Regions from separate parts of the Mus musculus genome. Here all the other regions are linked to region 1. A link is a contact called in public HiChIP or PLAC-seq data. All regions are on one chromosome and are shown on one strand. Each heading gives the region's core, a stretch centred on a gene start, on an enhancer-like site or on the middle of the called end of the contact. The rest is flanking DNA. Distances are from core to core; before and after follow the strand shown.

Region 1 (5,022 bases), core at 1,022-3,521:
GGTGCTAGATTTAGACTTATCTTTTCAAAGCATAGGCAACTTCTCTCTCCAAAGTGCCCTAAATATTTAATCTTTTGGGTAGGTTGACAGTGGCAGCTCCTGCAGGCCAGGCCTTCTCTCTGACAGGCCCAGAGAAAGGACACTTCAGCTTCAACAGCTAGATTCCCTCAATGGTGTCTCAGTCTCCTCCCCAAACGTAGCTCTTGTGCAGGCTTGAAAAACAAGCTTAAAATACTTCTGTGTCTTAATGTTTCCTTCTCTGGGAGCTCATAGCTCCTCTGCTGTTCCAGCCACAGGAAAGAAACCTTATTTAAAGTGTTCTATGCCAGGTTGGAGAGATAGTTCAGCATTTAAAAGCACTGACTGCTCTTGCAAGAAGACCCAGATTTGATTCCCAGAAGTCACATGGTGGCTCACAACTGTTTAAAACTTCAGTTCCAGAGAATTCAGTGACTCCTCGGACATATAAGTGGTACACAGACATACATGCAGGCAAAAACTCTTTATTATTTATTTTACAAATAAAATTAAAATAAACAAACTCTTCTACTCTGGCAAGATGAGGTCATTTGTCAGCAACTTAGGTCTGCGTAGACTCTTCTGCAGGCTGGGTCACCTTTTCCACAAGTCCTTCAGGCCTATCTCTCTCCCCATAGCTGCTCAGCTGCTGAAATCCACAGCCTTGTCTGGGGGCTTCTTTGGTCTCCAGGTCTAAGCCAGTGACCTCACATTTTCAGAGAGGAGCAGTCTGATCCTCGAGTGTGGCAGAAATCTCTCAGGCTTTTCTTGCCAAAGAGATAAGCTTGTGGTTTCTTCCTTATACAGGGAATTTCGTTCCGCCTCAGTGCAATTGCTCCCAGCTGCAGGCTCTGCCTTCTCTCCTGCTCTCCACACCCCAACCCGACCACCCCACAGCTCAGGCAAACAGTCCGAAGGAAGAAAAGCCTCCTCTGGCATCCCACTCCCCATGCGGGAATGAATGCCTCTGTTGGGCCAGTCAGTTACCATGACAGCAGGTTGTTGTAAGGTCAGGCTGACCCTCGTTCTTTGTCCTCTATATCACGGGTCTTGTTTTTCCACCTATTAAAACAGAACATGAGGCTCTTGCCACGTGTGGCTGACCAGCCTGGGATTTCCACCCTCCCGAACTATGTGTTAAATAAGCCTCTTGGCCCATAAACTCCAGAGTTTCTTGTATTCTATCCTAACGAGAATAACCAGTCACTTCCCTGTCAGCAGCCTCCATGGATCTTAGGTAACATCCAAACCTTTAGCAAGCTCTGGACTCTACCTTCCTGGCCTAGACCATCGGTGGCGGATGGATGCGCTTTCCATGAACACACACACTAGAACCTCCTTAGGTATTGTGAGCTGTGAAGACAGACCGTGAAGGAAAGTGGCTTGCTGGAGGTGGGGGTGCTTGGCTTCTGTGGTGGGGGAGTCTTCTCCCGCTGATATTTGGCTGAGACTCAAGCATGAAGGGAAAATTAAGAGCCAATCTCCCATGTTCCAGCTGCAGTGGCCTCTTTCTGTCTCTCAAACTCTTTGGCTTTGTGCTTCTGCCTCCTCGACCCTCCTGGCTGGCCCATTAAGATCCAGAGATATCATCTGTTACAGTGTCCGGAGGACCTGTGACAGCTCACTGAATCGACTTGCAGGCTGACTCTAAGTTATTTTGCTGTCTAAAGGTCTGGGGCTCCTGTCTGCCGACCACTCTCCTCCAGGGGTAGGCTCTAAGGCCTCAGTGGATGCTTGAAGCTGAGGTGGACACCAGACCCAGACAGAGGCACCGTGATGCTGTGGCGGTGCTGCCAGCTGACTGATGGGCACAGAGTGTACACAGCCGGGTGTACAGGAAGCAGGAGTGATTCATACCCCATGCAGGGCAGGGCAGGACACAGATTTCATCATACTGCTCAGAATAAAATGTAGTTTCCAGCACAGGCATCGGTTATGCTCAGAACTTTCCACTGAACAATTTCAGAGCATATTTAAGCAGGGAACTGAAACCACAGATAAGGTTGAGGACCGCTCTGATGTAATAAGGTTTACATTTGGCTAATGGGGTGGGGTGGGAGACAAAGTCCAGTCTGTAGGATCAAGAATGCTTTTATTTCTCTTTACAACTTTATGTTCGACCTGGTGTGATTAGCTTTTCTGCCCTAGGGCTGTTCTGAAAACTTCTGACAGCTCCTTGCCCCCTCTACCCCCACCACATCACTGGATATCCTGATGAGTCCCCAGTGTGCCAGATCAGAGATGGTCCAGGTCAGGGCATCTGGAAATGAAAGTGACCCTTTCAGGAGTTTACGCCAGCCAGCCATGGCTATGACATTCAAAGGATAGTTGACTTATTAACTTGGACCTTAGGTAATCTTTCTTTTTTTTTTAAGATTTATTTATTATTATATGTAAATACACTGTAGCTGTCTTCAGACACACCAGAAGAGGGAGTCAGATCTTGTTACGGATGGTTGTGAGCCACCATGTGGTTGCTGGGATTTGAACTCTGGACCTTCGGAAGACCAATCGGGTACTCTTACCCACTGAGCCATCTCTCCAGCCCTTAGCTAATCTTTCTATTACAGCTTCTCCTAATTGCCCAAACCATCACTCGCCAATGTTGTTCCCTCCCACGATAAATCACGTCCAGATTACCTGCTCAGTAAGGGTTTTCTGTTCTTTTCAACTTCCCCTCCTCATTCTAGGTTGCGGTTACACACCCTGGAACGTATGTGCACGTTAGGAGCCGATGTCCACCTTACCCCTTGAGGACTGTCACGGGTGTTTAGACCATCCAGAGCACCACTCACTGTTATCAAAACATTTTTTTAAAAATCCCATTAACATTAAAAACTTTTATTCATGTGTAGGTATACATATAAAGGTCAAAAGACAATTTGCACTAGTTGACTCCTTCCTTCCACGTGTAGGACTCGGGGAATCAAACTCAGAGTGGCAGCCTTGGTAGCAAGCACCGCTGTCAGCAAGCCATCTCACCATGTTTCCCACCGCGACAGGCTGTTTTTCATTCACAAGTTCTCTGTGTTAACATGTTTCCATTTACCAAGGCCATAGACATTAGCTGCACATGATTGGGAGATAATTGAAATGTGGTTCAGACAACTAATGAATGCATTGTTAGTGGGTTTTTTTTTTTTTTGAAAATTCTTCAGAAAAGACAGCAAATGAGATAATTTATTTGACTACAAGGGAGATCAGAAGCGGTAAGGCCACCATAGGTCTGGGGTAGAGGCTAACGGGGACTGTTTTGGTTGTGAGCAAGGTGGCCTCTTGGGGTGCTTTCTATGATAAGATGGTGGTCAGGTTCAGAGCCAGTGACGCAACTCACTAACTAATTTAAGACTCGGACCTGTGCCTCAGCCTCCGGCCCCCTCACCTCTGCTCCCGCAGCTTCTGTGGGTGCACAAGCTGTGTTACCCAGACCCCTGCCTCCTTTTTCTTCCTTGTCCTTCAGCCCACTCACTCACTCCCTCCTCTGCACTCTCAGGAGGCAGGAGTTTCAAACATGGTGACAAGGCCTGCAGGCAAAAGCATTGTGTTAGCGATTACACTACTCAGAAAGCTTGACTTGAGCTTATGATATTAAAAATCCATCTCAGCCGGGCGTGGTGGCACACGTCTTTAATCCCAGCACTTGGGAGGCAGAGGCAGGCGGATATCTGAGTTCAAGGCCAGCCTGGTCTACAGAGTGAGTTCCAGGACAGCCAGGGCTATACAGAGAAACCCTGTCTCAAAAAACCAAAAACCAAAAACCAAAACAAAAATCCATCTCATTTCTCTTGTATTAGTGAGGGTTTGTTTTTGGTTTTTGGTTTTTAGATAGAGTTTTGCTATGTAGTCCAGGCTGGCATCGAAACCACAATTCTTCTGCCTCCCCAGTGCTGAGATTACAGTCATGTGACACTGTGCCTGGCTTTAGGGACATCTTTTTTAAAAAAGCAAAGCAAAAATGTATGGGTTTCCTGATGACATCATTATGCACACCATGACATCATTATGCACATATGTCCTTACTTTGCTCTTAGTTGACTTACTATCTGCACCCCTTCAGCTTCCTTCTTTCTCCAAAATTGCCGTGTGTGTGTGTGTGTGTGTGTGTGTGTGTGTCCATTTTGTATGTGTGTTTGTGTAAGGGAAAGTGTGAATGTTTACATGAATGAATGTGTCATGTGTGTGGAAGTATGTGTGAGAGTGAACATGTCGTGTGTTTGTGCATGTGTGTGTGTATGTGCTTGCGTGTGTATGTGTGTATAAATCTAGATTCAGCATATGAGAGAAAGCATGTGAAACTCACCATTCTCTTCTCCCCTGGAAAAGGAACTTATATGACCTCAGAGAATGGAAAACTATTTGCCACAAGTAAAACGGCATTTAGTTTCATCTCTTTGTTTCTTTTTATGTGGGTGAGGAGGAGCCTTCTGACCTAGTCAGTGGCAGGTGAGGGCTCTGCCCCTCAGGCATACCTTATCATCATCTTTTAATCCTGGTTTAATACTGCCGTCTGCTGGAGGGTCCGGTGTACAGCAGGCAACTGTTAGTCTCCTGGACTGCATCAGGGTGGCTGAAGATGCAGTCTGGACCACTGTTACTTTAGTACAATAAGTCTCAGCTCTCTAGTCCATTTGCTCTTTAATGAAGTCATACAGAGGCCATAACTTAGCTAAAGAAGAGAAATTAGAAGAGAAGATGAAAAGGTGTGTGTGTGTGCACGTGTGTGTGTGTACGTCAAGGTTGGTGGTAGTTCTGAAGTACTAAGGCAGGACAGATGGGAATTACAGTGGCCTGGATGAGGGAAGAGCCGCTAATCTGATCTGGTTTTTGTTGGTGGTAGTGGTGAGTTGTTTTGTTTTAGTTGTTTCTTAGTTTCGTTTGTTTGTTTGCTTGTTTGCTTGTTTTTCTGCGAAAGGCAGTAAGCTTCAGGTTCCACTGATGAAGCCCAAATTGCTCACAGAGTCAATACAAATTTTCCAAAAGAGATTAAGGACAGCAACTAACATT
Region 2 (5,022 bases), core at 1,624-4,123, 350 kb before region 1:
AGTCCCTGTTTCTAAAGCTCAATGCAGAAGAAATCCCTACCTGCCTGTACCTTTTTCTCTTCCTGTCCTCCCAGCTTATCAAAGGCCACTGTCTTAGGGACTCACTCTCCAGCTCTGTTTCAACAATGTAGTGTATGTAGAGGTGGTTATAAGGCCCTGACTAGCTCTCTCTCAGCTTCTTTCAGGAATTGTCCCATCACAAGCACCCACCATGGTGGGTTGTCTTTACCAGAGGCCCGAACAGATGGGACTGCATGGTCTTGTACTGAAACTTCCCAACTGTTACACAAAGGAAATCTTTTCTCTTTATAAGTTAGTTATGGTAGGTTATCATAATAACGTAAAGCTAACACATAGTGAGGCCATTTCTGAATATCTAAATGTGGAAAAACCCTTGGAAGTGGTTGTGGGAGGAATTTGTAAACAGTGATGGAGCTTACTGTAAACAGGAGATTCCAAGAATGTAAGCGTCTGTTCTGTGACATGGCTATTATTGGCTTCTTTTAGTCACATTTACTAAAGGGATCCAAAAGGAAGGGGAGTTAAAAGATTTGAAAACTTCTCAAATGCACACGTAAAGACGCAACTAAAGAAGGTGAAAACAGATTAGCACTGATGAAAAGAAACAAAGAAAAAACAGAACCTAGTATGTTAGCTATTTTTTGTTGTTGCTGCTATGGTAAAACACCATGACCGAAGTGTCTTATAAAAGGAAGCGCTTATTTTGGCTTACAGTGCCAGAGAGAAAGCTTGTAGTGGTAGAGGAAGCATGGCAACAGGTAACCAAAACAGGAAGCCGAGAGGCCACAGCTCTGTTCACACACAGAAAGCAGAGAGAGTAAAATGGATGGAGGGTGAAGCACAGACTCTGAAAGCCAGCCTTCAGTCACACACCTAATGCTATCAAAGCTTTCCAAACACCTCCAAACAGTGCCACCAGCTGGGGACCAAGTGTTCACATAATTGAGCCTATGGGGGGACATTGCTTATTCAAACCCCTCTAGCTGCAACACCACTGTGGTTAATTAGTTGCTATTCTATTGCTGTGAAGAGACACCATGGCTAAGACAACTCTTATGAAAGAAAGCATTTACAGGGGGCTGGCTCACAGTTTCAGAGGCCTAGTCCATTATCATCATGGCAGGGAGCATGGTGGCAAAGGTGGTACTGGAGTAGTAACTGAAAGCTACATCCTGACTTACAGACTAAGAGAGCATGACACTGAACCACACTTGGGCTTTTGAAACCTCAAAGCCCACCCCCAATGACACATATCCTCCGACAAGGTCACACCTCCTAATCTTTCTAACCCTTTCCAATAGTACCACTCCCCAGTGACTAAGCATTCAAATATATGAGCCTGTGAGGGACATTCTAATTCAAACCATCACAATCACCCACTCATCACAGGTTCAAAAGTTTGACACTGGGGCCAAAGAGATGGCTCAGTGGTTAAAAACACTGGTTGTCCTTCCAGGTGACCCAGGTCGTATGCCCAGACTCCACATAGCAGCCCATTACCATCTGTTACCCCAGGCTCAGGAGATCTGATTCTTTTATACGAATGCTTCAAGCATGCATGTGTAAGAGACATACTAGCAGACAAAATATCCACACACAAAAAAATGAGTTTTTAAAGTGTAGCATTATTGATTTGTTCCAAAGACTTTTGTGTTACCCTTTTTGTCACTGTGATAAGGTACATGATAGAAACACTTAATAGAAGGAGGACTTATTATGGCTCACAGTTTTGAAGGCTACAAGCCCATCATAGTGGGGAGAACAAGGCATCTCAATCCATAGCAGCAGTAGCTTGCCACACAGCTTGGCAGATGAGGAATATGGTGGTTTGAATATGCTTGGCCCATGGCAAGTGGCAGTAGTAGGAGGTGTGGCCTTGTTGGAATAGGTGTAGCCTTGTTGGAGGAAGTGTCTCACTATGTAGGCAATCTTTGAGGTCTCCTTTGTGTGTGGATATTTTGTCTGCTTGTATGTCTCTTATCACATGCATGCTTGAAGCATTCTTATAAAAGAATCAGATCTCCTGAGCCTGGGGTAACAGATGGTAATGGGCTGCTATGTGGAGTGCTCAATCTCTGCTCAATGTGGAGCAGAGCCTCCCCCTGACTTCTTGGCTGCCTGGACAAGACAGTCTCCACCTGGCTGCCTTTGAATAGAGATGAAGAACTCTGGCTCCTCCAACACCATGCCTGCCTGTACACTGCCATGCTTCCCACCATAATGATAATGGACTGGACCTCTGAAACTGTAAGCCAGCCCCAATGAAAAGTTTGCCTTCAAAAGAGGTTAGGAAAATAGAGGTGGCAACAATATCCAGTATCCTGAGGGTAGAAACTGAAGGCAGTGTGAAAAATATATCCAAGGAAAGGACTATGTCGGCTCCATCTGGGAGCAAATATCCTTCAACAGATTGACCCACATGTCAACATGCCTTAGTCACAGTGTCTCTTCACGGCCATGAAACCCTAACTAAGACAAGGAACAGAGATCTCAGGCCAGAAGCAGGGCTACATTGTAACTTTCAAAGACCTACTTCCTGTGACCCATCTCCAACAGCCATTCATTCTTTCTACACAGAATGGCACCACCAACTGAGAACCAAGTGTCCAAACACAGGAACCCATGGAAGCCATTTCACATTCAAACCACAGTCCAGAGCAGAATCAGTTCATCAAGGAGCTCACGAGTACCCTGTTCATCTAGAACTGCTTCAATATTCACCTGCCAATGCACAGGCCACAGCTGTTACAATGCAGGAAGATCCACATAGTTTTCCCAGTGGGAGCAGACTTGGGCATTGCCCACACCACACTCTACTTTCGGAGGTTTGTGAAAGGCAAGAGTTATGAGGTCACAGTAGCCTCTATAATGAGTCATATGAGCACCAGCCATAAATTCAGAAGTTCAAACAATACTAAGCTTTGTTATATTCCATGAACCCCGAACCTAAGTTGCTAAGTTTGCCAAACTGTTTTTTTTTTCTTTTTTTCAAAAATAAAAAAAAAAGTTTGGGAGCCTGGCCATGTGATACAGGCTTAAAGTATCTGCACTTTCCCCGTAGAGTGATGCGTACTGGATCCACAAGAATGAAGCAATGTAGTTGAAGCTTCAGTGGAAAGGCTGGGGAGGTAGAGGTGTGGCTGGCACAACCAGTGTCCTGAGAATAGGAACTGAAGTCAGTGTGGAAAATATATCCAAGGAAATAACTGTGTCGGCTCCATCTGGGAGCAAGTATCATTCCACAGATTGACCCACATGTCAGACAAGTTGCTTGAGATTTAATATTTTGCCTGTTGAGTTTCACAACCTCTTGATCCATCTATTTAATTTCCCTATTCCTCCTTTTTTGGAATGAGCTAACTACCCTGTGCATATCTCCCGTGGTGTCCTGGGAGTATACTCCTTGAAATTTTGACTTCTTTGTGGGCTCAAAGATGAATTTTTCTAGTCTTGGAGTCACTAACATTGGGCCTTTGAGCAAATCTTAAGCAATTAAGATCTTGAATTCTTAGTGTCACCAACTGGTTGAGATTGACTCTGCTCTACTTAGCTAGAAAACATGAACATACAAAATAGTCCAGTTAGTTTTAGAAGCCCTGAACTATGAGTGCTAATGACACTCAAGGACTTTTCAGTACATCTCCAAGGACTTGTGCCAGAGGCACTCTGATTTTATGGTATTAAGTCTCTGCACTCTGGAACTGGAAGCTTTCAGAGCTCTGTGCTGCATCAGTGCCCTCAGAGCTCGGGCTCAGTTTCTAGCTACTCTCTCTGACTTCTTGGAAGCCAGAACTAGTAATTATTAATGGATCTCTGAAATTATTCTAGTGACAGGGGCTTGCAGCAATTTCCCAGCCTTGGCTCTGAGCTCTTAATTACTCAGGAATGTAGCCAGACTTTTGGCTACTTTGTGGGTTCTTTTCTCTTCCGCCCTTTTCTTCCATCCTTTCAACCCCCTAATACTAGGTAGGAGAAGAGAAAAAGGACAGAGAGGAAAGGGGGTGACATTATCATTAGATTACTTCCTGCTGATAAATGGCCTCAAGTTCCTTGGGGAAATTTTGATTTTCACCATCAGGATATCTAATTTCTTCTATTTAAACAAACCACAACCCACAGCAATCAACAGCAACTGACCAACAACCAACAATGCACCAATAGCAAGACCACCACCTCTTGGGGCCCTAGCATTGAAATACCCTCTGAAGAGTCCCCAGAAGATCTGTCACACATTCCCCAGAACTCTCTGTAGGTAGCAAGATCACACCCCTGATTGAAAACGAAGTAAATCATAGTCAGCTGCTATCTGAAGCAGCCCCGTATTCCAAACGTGGGATTAAAGCAAAAATTTTAAAACTTATAATATTTCTGTGTTTTTAAAAGAAACCGGCACAAGTCCCTTCCGCTCGACTCGAGCCCCGGGCTACCTGCCAGCAGAGTCTTGCCCAACACCCGCAAGGGCCCACACGGGACTCCCCACGGGATCCTAAGACCTCTGGTGAGTGGAACACGGCGCCTGCCCCAATCCAATCGCGCGGAACCTAAGACTGCCGTACATAGGGAAGCAGGCTACCCGGGCTTGATCTGGGGCACAAACCCCTTCCACTCCACTCGAGCCCCGGGCTACCTGCCAGCAGAGTCTTGCCCAACACCCGCAAGGGCCCACACAGGATTCCACACAAGATCCTAAGACCTCTAGTGAGTGGAACACAACTTCTGCCAGGAGTCTGGTTCGAACACTAGATATCTGGGTACCTGCCCTGCAAGAAGAGAGCTTGCCTGCAGAGAATACTCTGCCCACTGAAACCAAGGAGAGTGCTACCCTCCAGGTCTGCTTATAGAGGCTAACAGAGTCACCTGAAGAACAAGCTCTTAACAGTGACAACTAAAACAGCTAGCTTCAGAGATTACCAGATGGCGAAAGGCAAACGTAAGAATCCTACTAACAGAAATCAAGACCACTCACCATCATCAGAACGCAGCACTCCTACCCCACCTAGT
Region 3 (5,022 bases), core at 1,345-3,844, 320 kb before region 1:
AACGGTGTGTGACTCCAACATTCCAGAATGCACCCCTTGTAACCCATTATCATGATTCACAATACATAGTCAGTGTTAAACTTCAAAGCAAATTTTGCTTAGACAGCACTTGCTCTGTACACAATGCCATTTATCCTTCGTAGCAGCAGAGAAGGACAGTATGACGGCCATCCCCATTTTCCCACAGAGAACCTGAGGCAAAGAGAACTTGGCGCTACCACATTGCTAGCCTACGGAGCCTGTAATCTCACCCCAGCAGTCTGGTACCGCAAAAGTTCTCAGCTCCTTCTCTCTTAGGTAACCTCATCCACTGCTTTGTAAGCATTCTGCCTGGTAGGTGTCTTAGTTTTCTTTCTATTGCTGCGACATAACACCAAGACCAAAGCAACTTGGGGTGTAGGGATAGAACCTCACCTTGTAGTTTATCATGGAGACAAGCCAGGGCAGGACCTGAAGGCAGGAACTGGAGCAGAGGCCATGAAAAGATACTGCTTACTGGTTTGTTCTTTATTCCACATTTAACCTGCTTTCTTATACAATCCAGAGCCATCTATTAATTATCAATCAATAATCAAGAAAACGCCCCCACAGTCTTGCCTATAGGTTAATCTGATAGAAGAATTTTCTTTGTTGAATATACCTCTTCCCAACTTAGCTTGTGCCAAGTTGGAAAAAAAAAGAAAAAGAAAAAAAAAAACCACAATGAGTACCTGGGATTTATGGTGAGAAGTCTGTGGTTATGATGACACATATGCTCATTCTTCCTCCCTGTTTCCTGACATTCAGCTCCTAGATATTTTGGGGACCTATAGAGTGACAAAGTCCTTTTGTGTGCCAAGACGGCTGGTGGCTAAGGGCTCTTAGATGCGATTAGAATGAGGAAGGGTGGGTACTGGAAAGACTTAAGTATGATTAGAGAGTTGGAACTTTTGGTTCTAGGCCCTAGCCTCTTCCTCCATGGAAAGGAGAGGCGCTTCAGGCTAAGCTCTTACAGTGGCAGACGATTTGATCAACCGGGTCAATAAGAATCTAAAGAGGCCATAGAGATGACTGAGTGAGCGGGGCCTGCTGCTGGAGCTGGAGGGCCTGAGTTCTGATCCTCGGCCCTTACATAAAAAGGCAGGCATAGTAGTGCACACCTCAACAAGACAGAGGCAGGAGGATGCTCAGAGCCCACTGGCCAGCTCCTGGAAGCAAACAGGGAATTCTAGGTTTAATAAGAAAGAGTCTGCCTCCAAAAATTAAGGTAGAGAGTGGTAGAGGAAGACACCTGAGATGTGAGTACATACATACACACACACACATGCACACATGAGCACATACATGCATACATGTGCACATACACATGCATACACAAACACACATATGCATGCGTACTAAACCTATGAAGGCACCTGTAGGCCCAGAGAGCACAGAGAAGTTCCAACTCTCTTTCTATGTACCCTGTCCTTTGTGTCACTTTTGTCTGGGTCTTCTTCTGTATTTACAATAAGCCAGTAAGCATAAGTCCTACGAGCCTTGCTAGCAAATTAATTAAATCCATGGAGATAGTGACGGGGCCCTGGTCTATAGCTAATGGTAGAAGGACATATAGTACTCTGCTGTGTTATTTGGTGTCACAAATGGATCAGTCTCAAAAAGCACTTTACTTTCAAGATCCAACCTCTAGCTAGACAGTGTCAGAGTTGCACTGAGATGGTTGTTTCCCATAGGAAACACTGTGAACTTTGGCAGATAGGGGTGAGTGTTCTGTGTTGGCTGTAGGAACTTGGGTTTTGTTTTCCTTATTTTAAGTAGAGGTATGCTGCCTTATTTAACTCCATACACCTCATAAACTATATCTGAGCTAGGTAGGAAAGGAAAACCCAGAGGAACAAGTTATGAACAGACAACATTTCCCTGAAAGCAGGAAATGGCAATGCCCATAATCATGCTTAAGCAAATTAAATATTTACTCAGCTGACAGAAGTAAATATTTCATTTTTCATCATAAGTCACTTCAATCAATACTTAGCTAGTATCCACCACTTGGGGGAACTTACGTCTTTGGGAACAAATAAAAAGTTTACATAAATCCCAAGAGGACTATTGAAGTCGGGAAAGTTTAAGAGAAGCGTTTCTTTGGTAGTGTAAGTTTTTGAGGGTTTGGACGGCCAAGGAGCTACATGGCATGAAGAGTGTCATGACTGAAGTAAAAGTGCAGTCGTGAGGGATCCACAGGCACCAGAGTCTGCAGAGGGAGGAGAGCTGCTGGCCCACTGTAAAGGAAACTTCAGCAAAAGAAGAAGAAAGAAGCCAGCATTACTCTCTACACGCACGATTGCCTTAGATCATCTCAAAGCAAGTGATTAAGAACCTGTCGCCATAGCCAACTGCCTGCTAGGAAAGCATTGTCAATCCAGGGAATGCATTTGTTCTGGTTACTTGTGGATCAGGTGGTCCTCCAAATAGATGTAAAAGCCAAGGGAGCTAGCCGAACGGCAGGAACGATCCCATTTCCTTCCGACAGGAATGTGTTCCTGGTTTACACTGAGCATTTAAGCTCTTGCTGACTCACTGTGACAACTCTAAGCTGCATTGGGCTAAAGCTCAGACATTGGAGCTATAAAGACAAAGCTTAATATCAGCTCCTGAAAGGTGTGCTGTCTGACTCAGTCATACCTGGCTATATCCTTAGTCATAGTGCTGAGAATGCATGATGAAGGCAAAAAAATGAAATGTGTGTGCTCTGAGCAAGGTCAGTGGAGGGTGATTACTAATACCCCAAACACCATACATGATCCATGCCCCCAGCACTGGTTTGATATAGTGCATCCATACATATTCTTACAGGAAAACTTTTACAAGTTGGACCCATCATGGGGCAAGCCTGTAATCCTAGCTACCCAGGAGATGGGTGCAGGAAGGCCATAATTTCAAGGCCTGCTTGGCTAGGACTGTTCTCAAGGCCAGCCTTGGGCAACTTAGTGAGGTCCTGTGTAAAACTCAAAAGGGCTCAGGATGTAGTTCAGTGAGAGAACACTTGCCTAGAGTGTTAGGCCCTGGGTTCAATTCCCAGTGCCATAAGCAAAACAAAACAAAAGTTCTTTAAAAAGAAAAAGAAAACCTAGAGAGAAAACAGGTGACACTTGACAGGGCACCCGGATGTCACTCCTTCGCTACTTGAATTGCCTTTCTCGTTACTCAGGTGGTAGAAAGGTAAAGGAAATCCCTTGGACCTCGGAACGTTGACTGACATAAACTGACAGCCCAGAGGCCATCTGAGGAAGTGATACAGCGGTTTGCTGATGTGCACAGGGGGCAGTCATGGGAGTGTGCCTCCACTGAGCCAATGAGGTTCAGATGTTAGTGTGACTCCTCGCTATCTCAGTAAGGCTCAGGAGTGTGATTCCCCACTAACCCAGTGAGACCTGTATACTCTTCTCCATAGAGGAAAAAAAAAAAAACCTGGTGGAAATAGAGGCAATTTAGAAGGATAGTAAATGATTATCAAGGGAATGAAGAGGCTTGGAGATAGAGATGAGATTATAAAGTGACTCTCTGGAATCTGAATGAGCCAGAAAGCAAGATGCTATCTTGGGACAGAGTCCACCCCTGTGTGGATGCACTTTGATAGACTATGATCTTCCTTCATGAGAATGGAAGGCAGTTGTGATTTTCCATGGGTCTGGTCTTAATGCAGAGTAACTCCTTTCCTGTGCCTGTGGGAGAGCTGGGATAAAGGGTGTGGGACTCAAGGGATGATCTCTAAGACCACTCCTCCAACCTAGCATGCCAAAATGACATTATGGGGTACGATTTTGTGAATCCCAGCAATATAAACATGAAAAAAAAAAACCATAGCATCCATACCACATGTGCTGATGTAGAGCTGGAGGGTTTCTGTGCTCATTACATTACCACTCCATTCAAGAAAGAATGTGTCTCTTCTCCTTTTCTAGGAAGGCTCTCTCATGTCCCTTGCCAGTGTCTCCCCATGAACCTGCTGGGTCTCATAAAACAATACCCCCTCGAAGTATAATTATTTGGCATGTTCATAAACAGTCTCAAGGCCGGGGTCTTTCTAACCTCTTGTTTCTCCTCCATCATCGGAAGGGGCTCCCCTAAATACCCACATGTGACTGGAAGCTGCTTATGAAAGAAGCACAATGTTGTAAGCCCTTTTCCTAGGAGTTACATCAAATAACAGAAAGATTATTTTAAAAGGAACTAAAAGCTGTCACCGTGCCTGAGTAGATTAATCTTTCGGTTTCATGGCCTATTCATCTCCAAAGGTGCTGATTACCTTCAAGATTACCATCTTGACATATGAAATCCGGGAAGGTCACAGGGACTATGTTACCTTTTTGTGGCACTCTGGCTCACACAGTAACGTTCCACCTCTCCATCACTGCCTTGCCTTTCTACCCTAGGGATCGTCTCTGAGACCACTCCTCCAACTTAGCATGCCAAAATGACACTTTGGGGTTCACTTTTGTGAATCCCAGCAATATAAACATGAAAACCCTTGGCATGAAATCAGTTTTATACTCTGGTTTCCCAGATGAAGTAATGGTTCAGAAAGGCTCTAACTCATCCAAGGCATCTTCGTTGCTGACTCTAATAGATTGCAAAAAAGCCCTAGCCACAGCAGCCAACAAAGATGTGAACTAGCCAGTCATGTTATTTGGAAAGAAACACAGAATATTATTTTTATATACAAATCATTATTCACTCTTATTGCACATGTATAATATTTATTCTCTTTCGTTCTTTTCAAAAGACACGTTGCAAAAAAAAAAGTTAACCTTTTTTTGTTAAGTGTACTCTTAAAAAAAAATTACCACTAAATGATGGCCCTGGTAGTAAGACTGGAAATGCCAGCAGAAAGCCTGCTGTAACAAAGTATCCCAGGCTCCCTGGTTTCTCCCCTCATCAAACGGTTGTCATGGAGATAAAATGTCTGGACCCAGTGTTCTGACCATAGCTAGTGAAGTGGTATAAGGTTGCAACATTGTCAACAAATTCAGTTTTTTAATCAAT
Region 4 (5,022 bases), core at 1,708-4,207, 300 kb before region 1:
GTTGCTGGGATTTGAACTCAGGACCTTGGGCAGAGCAGTCAGTGTTCTTAACCACTGAGCCATCTCTTCAGCCCCTGAACATTTGTTAAAGATAAAAGGAAATGTGTACATTAATGAGATAGGCTGCTAATTTACTGTTACATAAAGAATTAAATCTTCACTGAGTATTTGAAACTGCCAGGTGCACAGCCTCTTCAGCACTTTTTAGAGTTGATTACTATTTTGATTTTAGAATCATCTATGCTGAGAATGTGGCTTTGCCTAAATACACAGTACAAAATGGAAGAATGTGTTCTCAGGCTATTTCTGAAAGTATTGGAAATTCCGTGCTAATCTCAAGCCAAAATTCATAAAACATTTTTAAATGAAATTCAAGTTAGCAAATCAACTTTTTATTCCTATTTACTCACTCCTCCCTTTTAAAAATGTTTGAGATTATAATTTAATTTCTTCCTTCCTTCCTTTCCTTCCTCCAAACTCTCCCATATATCCCTCTCTGCTCTCCTTTAAATTCATGGAGAGAGAGAGAGAGAGAGAGAGAGAGAGAGAGAGAGAGAGAGAGAGAGAGAAGAAAGAAGGAAGAAAGAAGAAAGAAAGAAGGAAGGAAGGAAGGAAGGAAGGAAGGAAGGAAGGAAGGAAGGAAGAAAGGAAAGGAAAGGAAAGGAAAGGAAAGGAAAGGAAAGGAAAGGAAAGGAAAGGAAAGGAAAGGAAAGGAAAGGAAAGGAAAGGAAAGGAAAGGAAAGGAAAGGAAAGGAAAGGAAAAACTAATTGTCACACACCAAGCAGCCTTTATAATCAAATATTCTTGGCAAAACAGTCCGAAGCTACCCTCCTTAATACACACTGAAGGACAATAGTTGAAAACATGATCTTTGTTTTCTACAGTAAACCACTGTATCTCTGTAAGAGAAGACAATTTTTAATGTACAGTTAAAAACAAAAACAAAACTCTGCAGTTCAAAAAATATAATAATCTCAAATTGGAATCAAAGTGTTTCAGGCAGTGTTGACTGATGTTATAGTTTATTGGTGTTATGTAATGTGACCGGCATGTGCTGTGCAAAGCACCTATGTTCTGTGCTCAGAGCCAAGGCTATAGTGAAGTTATATAATGCAATATGGACAAGCACTCCCAGAAACACATTAATTACACATTTGCCTTTGAATTAACCTTTGGTCATTGCACATTCAGAAACCTCTAACTGATGCCAAGTTTTCCACAGCACTACATTCAGTTAAGATAAGAGGCTTCAGATAGAATAGCAGTACACAGTGTAAGAAGCTGGGTACCCATAGTCACCAATTTTTCCCTGAGCCTTGACCCTGCCACCAAGTTCCAGGTTCATATTTTCAACTATCTGTTAAATAACCACCTACACATCTCTTCAACTTAGCATGCACAAAAGCAAACCTATCTTCTGCCTACTCTAGTATTTTGCTGATACTTTATTTTCTCTATTTCCATTCACTACCGCAGTAACCACCAAGCCAGAGATGAGCTTGGACCATCTAGCAGATCCTCCCCCATTCTTGCTACTCTCTTTCCTGAGCTTAGCTGTGGTTTCCCTAAGGGAAGTCTGAGAAAAGATCTGCTTATTTCACTAGTTACTTTTCTTATTGCTCTAACAAAATACCTAGCAAGAAGCAAGTAAGGGAGAGGCTTAATTTGGTTTGTAGTTCAAAGATACACAGTATCTTCCATAATGGTAGGGAAGGCTAGCTTGGTGAGCAGAAGGCAGCTGGGCACGCTACATCCACACTAAGAAAGCAGAGACTGATGAATATTCGTGCTTAGCTCAGGTCCTTATTATTTATTCAGTACAGGGCATACAGCCCATTGTATGGTATTGACAATGTTTATGGTGAGTCTTCCCATCAGAATTAATCCAATATAAGCAGTACATCTTGAGAGAGAGAGAGAGAAAGTGACAGAGAGATGATTGGGTCCCTCCTTTTGGCTATCTATCGAAACAGCAGAGTCCAAGAGGTTGGAATTCCCCCGAGTTTCAAGCTAGGAGAAAGAAAAGGCTGGGGCCCTAGTACCAACCAGGAGCATGTTTCTTGGGGAATGATTTCGGACAACTCGTCATAAGACCACCTCACAGGAGGTACTGGAGCAGATAATAATGATGGGCTACATCCTGGTAAGAACTGCTTAGATATGCAACCCTTTAAACTCAAACCCCATGTTAGGTCCCTGAAACTAGACTAGGGCCAGCAATGGTCACTCCTTGTTCTTCTCCCCCAGTGTGGCCACACTGAATACATCTTTTGTTGCTTTTTCACTACTGCTGTTGAATTGGCCTAGCGAGAGCCAGTGGCCAAGTGATTAAGTGACTCAATAGGACTTATAAGTTCAAGGGTTTGACTCTAATGACTCCAGTAACAATGGTTGTTGGTGCCAGATGAGCCCAAAGTGTCCCTAATACTCACCAACCATAAATCATTATGTCCCTAATACTCACCAATCATTAGATATATGACTTTTCTTCCAGCCCTACATATCTCTCAAATTGCACCTCAATCCTTTGTAGACATATTGGCTGACACCAAAATAGATGTGTATTTCTACATGTTTAGAAATGTGTGACTACAAATGAATATTTGAAAAAAAGAAATTCCCCTGACCCTTCATTTGCTCAGTCTGGACCACCAGTAATAGCTGCACATGTAGACTTTGAAAAGTAGTCTTCTTGGTTCTAGTAACTTTTTGAGGGAAAAGTGGGTGGAATTAGGGCAAAGGGAACTGTTACAAGCAACTATATACCTTTCCACATAAAAGAAATAAATAAATTTCCAATGCAGCCTCATCTAGCCTTTCCAACTGTGATCTTTCCTTCCACAAAATTGTTTGTGGAAAAGCAGGTACTTTTCGAGACAATCACCTGTGCTATTTGGAGTGCAGGAGGAACCCGCTGCCTTTGGTAATGATCATATTTCTTCAGAGTTTGTTTTTGTTTGATTAGGCTCTCGGGAGAAAAAGGAACCATCTGAATGGCTGAGTCAACCTGCCCTGCCCTTTCAGGGTGTCCAAAAGTCAACCATTAATTGGAATCCTGAATTCTCCCCCCACTGGCTTTTCCTTGAAGTAAAACGGAGCTTTCCTTGAAACTCCTTTGTTCCGCATCTTTTCCTTTTGCAATCCACCACTGCATAATTCTACTTACTGAAAAAAAAAAAGCCCTTCGTAGAATTATAGTAAATAGAAGAGTCCACTGTGCAGTTCTTGCTGAAGAGAAAAGCAGACACGTTTCTGGCTAAGACCTGCCCAGAACATGGACTTCCCGCCTCTTGTTTTCCAACTAAAGCACTCAACAACCCAGAGATAGAGAGGCTCCTGTCTTCACTGGGATGGCTTTGAACACCAATTCCTTTCTCCTAACTACTGTCCCCTGGTATAGAAGAGGCTAACTGACTAGACCTCAGATTCCAGAAATATGTCTTTGAAAAAAAAATAAAATAAAACAGTAAATGAATGACTTCAAACTGAGCATGCTCAGGAAGGTGCCACCACTACCCGTGATAATCAATCCTTTATATGCGAATATACAGAAGTTTCCTCCAAGAAAAACCCCTAGGATCCTTGTTGGTGAGTCACTGCTTTGAGTACCACTTCCAGGACTCTCCTTACTTTCTACAAGAAGCAAATATTTCTTCAATCTCTTATCTCTTGGTTGTATTCAATTCCCATCAGCAAAGAAAAGAAGTATTATATTTGGCTATAAATTAGAACCATTATGTACACATTAGACAACTGGAAGTGAAATCGCTGAGTAAACAGGAAGATGAAAAATTCTTGCAGAGCAAAAAAATATTTTTCAAAGATGTATTAGAAATTAAAATTTAGAGTCTAAACATCGGCAACTCAAAACTAAAATTATAATGGTAAAGAAATTTGGTACTATTTATATGATTGTTATAAACTACAAAGTAGATATAGACCCTAGGCTGTGAGAAATAGAGAAGTTATCCAGCACTAGAAGCTCCTATTGATATGGGTGGTTTATAGCCTAGGCTGTTCTTAAACTGGATGGATATTTTAAATTTGTGCATACATCTGCTCTCATAGCTCCATGCCTTCCTGGCGTTTGTAGATTAAGTTCTTCAGAACATTGATTATTCTTAACAGCTTCAAGGAAAATTCTATCTGACAAAATAAAAATAGCAATGGGGTCAACGTTTCAACATTTCAACAGGGGTACTGCTTCAGAAACAGAAGATTCGGGAGCGTGAGTTCCTTGAAATGGGGAAGTACTGAGGAGGAGACAGAGGAGGGTTCTCGGACTAATACTTTTTTTTATTATTATTCAAAAAACAAGACAGGGTTTCTCTGTATAGCCCTGGCTGTCCTGGAACTCTCTCTGTAGACCTCTGTCTTCCAAGTGTTGGGATTAAAGGCGTGCACCACCACCGCCCGGCCCCTGACTAATATTTAACAACTCAGAAGGAGGAAGAGCTTCAGTGTAACCACTAAGCCACTCAGGGTTATTGGTACTTAAATATGCTAGTGAAAGTTGAAGCCAACTGAACATATAAATGATACACTGGATTTCAAAGATCTCATAAGAAAACAGCGAAACATCTCATTAACTTTTATGCAATAACATGATGATGTAATCATAATTTTTCATATTCTTTGGTAAAAATACATTATTAAACCCAATGGTTACTGACAAAGAAACAAAGAAATCAAATTGGCTAGACGGTAAAAAGAAAACATTGAGAAGCAACAGCTGGAAAGTTAAGCACACTGGGACATTCCCTGATGTACATTTGAATAATTCACCACGGCAAATGCCATTGAAGAGCTATACCACAGGAGAAGCATACAACCAGGATTTGCATTCTAGAGCCATCCTGCAGAAAGGCTGGGACAGAGCTAGAAAGGGCCCATTTAGTTCAGCATTACAGAGTTCTGTGTGAGTCAGAAGCATTTGGTTGGCATGGTAGCACAGAAACAGACACTGGGTCACAGAGTGACAGATAGAAAACATCATAGAGACAACCAACACATCTGCTGGG

Evidence for each region. HiChIP or PLAC-seq counts read pairs in DNA pulled down with a chosen protein or histone mark.
Region 2: a contact with region 1 is called in a FOXA1 HiChIP or PLAC-seq map of pancreatic cancer cells. The contact joins two enhancer-like sites. A contact is called at or near these places in 2 of 39 promoter capture datasets (the 3T3-L1 cell line and embryonic stem cells), 1 of 15 datasets of contacts at CTCF or cohesin (large pre-B cells), 22 of 484 Hi-C or Micro-C datasets (the AML12 cell line, B cells, the Ba/F3 cell line and 15 more) and 3 of 115 datasets of contacts at active chromatin or transcription factors (cardiomyocytes, memory CD8 T cells and pancreatic cancer cells).
Region 3: an HNF4G HiChIP or PLAC-seq map of pancreatic cancer cells shows a contact between it and region 1. The contact joins two enhancer-like sites. A contact is called at or near these places in 1 of 39 promoter capture datasets (liver), 1 of 484 Hi-C or Micro-C datasets (cortical neurons) and 2 of 115 datasets of contacts at active chromatin or transcription factors (hepatocytes and pancreatic cancer cells).
Region 4: a FOXA1 HiChIP or PLAC-seq map of pancreatic cancer cells shows a contact between it and region 1. The contact joins two enhancer-like sites. A contact is called at or near these places in 1 of 39 promoter capture datasets (liver), 1 of 484 Hi-C or Micro-C datasets (cortical neurons), 3 of 115 datasets of contacts at active chromatin or transcription factors (acute myeloid leukemia, epiblast stem cells and pancreatic cancer cells) and 1 of 9 other capture datasets (embryonic stem cells).

What each region holds. Positions count from the first base shown.
Region 1 is chr9:78,020,495-78,025,516 of GRCm38.p6, forward strand. It overlaps Gm39375 (a long non-coding RNA gene), which reads left to right. Exons shown (of 4, transcript XR_870937.1): 4 at 1-209. Among named protein-coding and RNA genes, the nearest start is that of Gm23609, 8.9 kb to the left of the region's middle. Within about 2 kb of position 2,272, at least 175 of the 459 cell types and tissues checked have an H3K27ac peak or open chromatin away from gene starts, as enhancers often do. A contact at or near this core is called in liver and pancreatic cancer cells, where this site is marked.
Region 2 is chr9:77,670,433-77,675,454 of GRCm38.p6, forward strand. No RefSeq gene overlaps it. Among named protein-coding and RNA genes, the nearest start is that of Klhl31, 36 kb to the left of the region's middle. Within about 2 kb of position 2,874, at least 12 of the 459 cell types and tissues checked have an H3K27ac peak or open chromatin away from gene starts, as enhancers often do. A contact at or near this core is called in pancreatic cancer cells, where this site is marked.
Region 3 is chr9:77,701,712-77,706,733 of GRCm38.p6, forward strand. No RefSeq gene overlaps it. Among named protein-coding and RNA genes, the nearest start is that of Gclc, 50 kb to the right of the region's middle. Within about 2 kb of position 2,595, at least 26 of the 459 cell types and tissues checked have an H3K27ac peak or open chromatin away from gene starts, as enhancers often do. A contact at or near this core is called in pancreatic cancer cells, where this site is marked.
Region 4 is chr9:77,721,399-77,726,420 of GRCm38.p6, forward strand. No RefSeq gene overlaps it. Among named protein-coding and RNA genes, the nearest start is that of Gclc, 31 kb to the right of the region's middle. Within about 2 kb of position 2,958, at least 16 of the 459 cell types and tissues checked have an H3K27ac peak or open chromatin away from gene starts, as enhancers often do. A contact at or near this core is called in liver and pancreatic cancer cells, where this site is marked.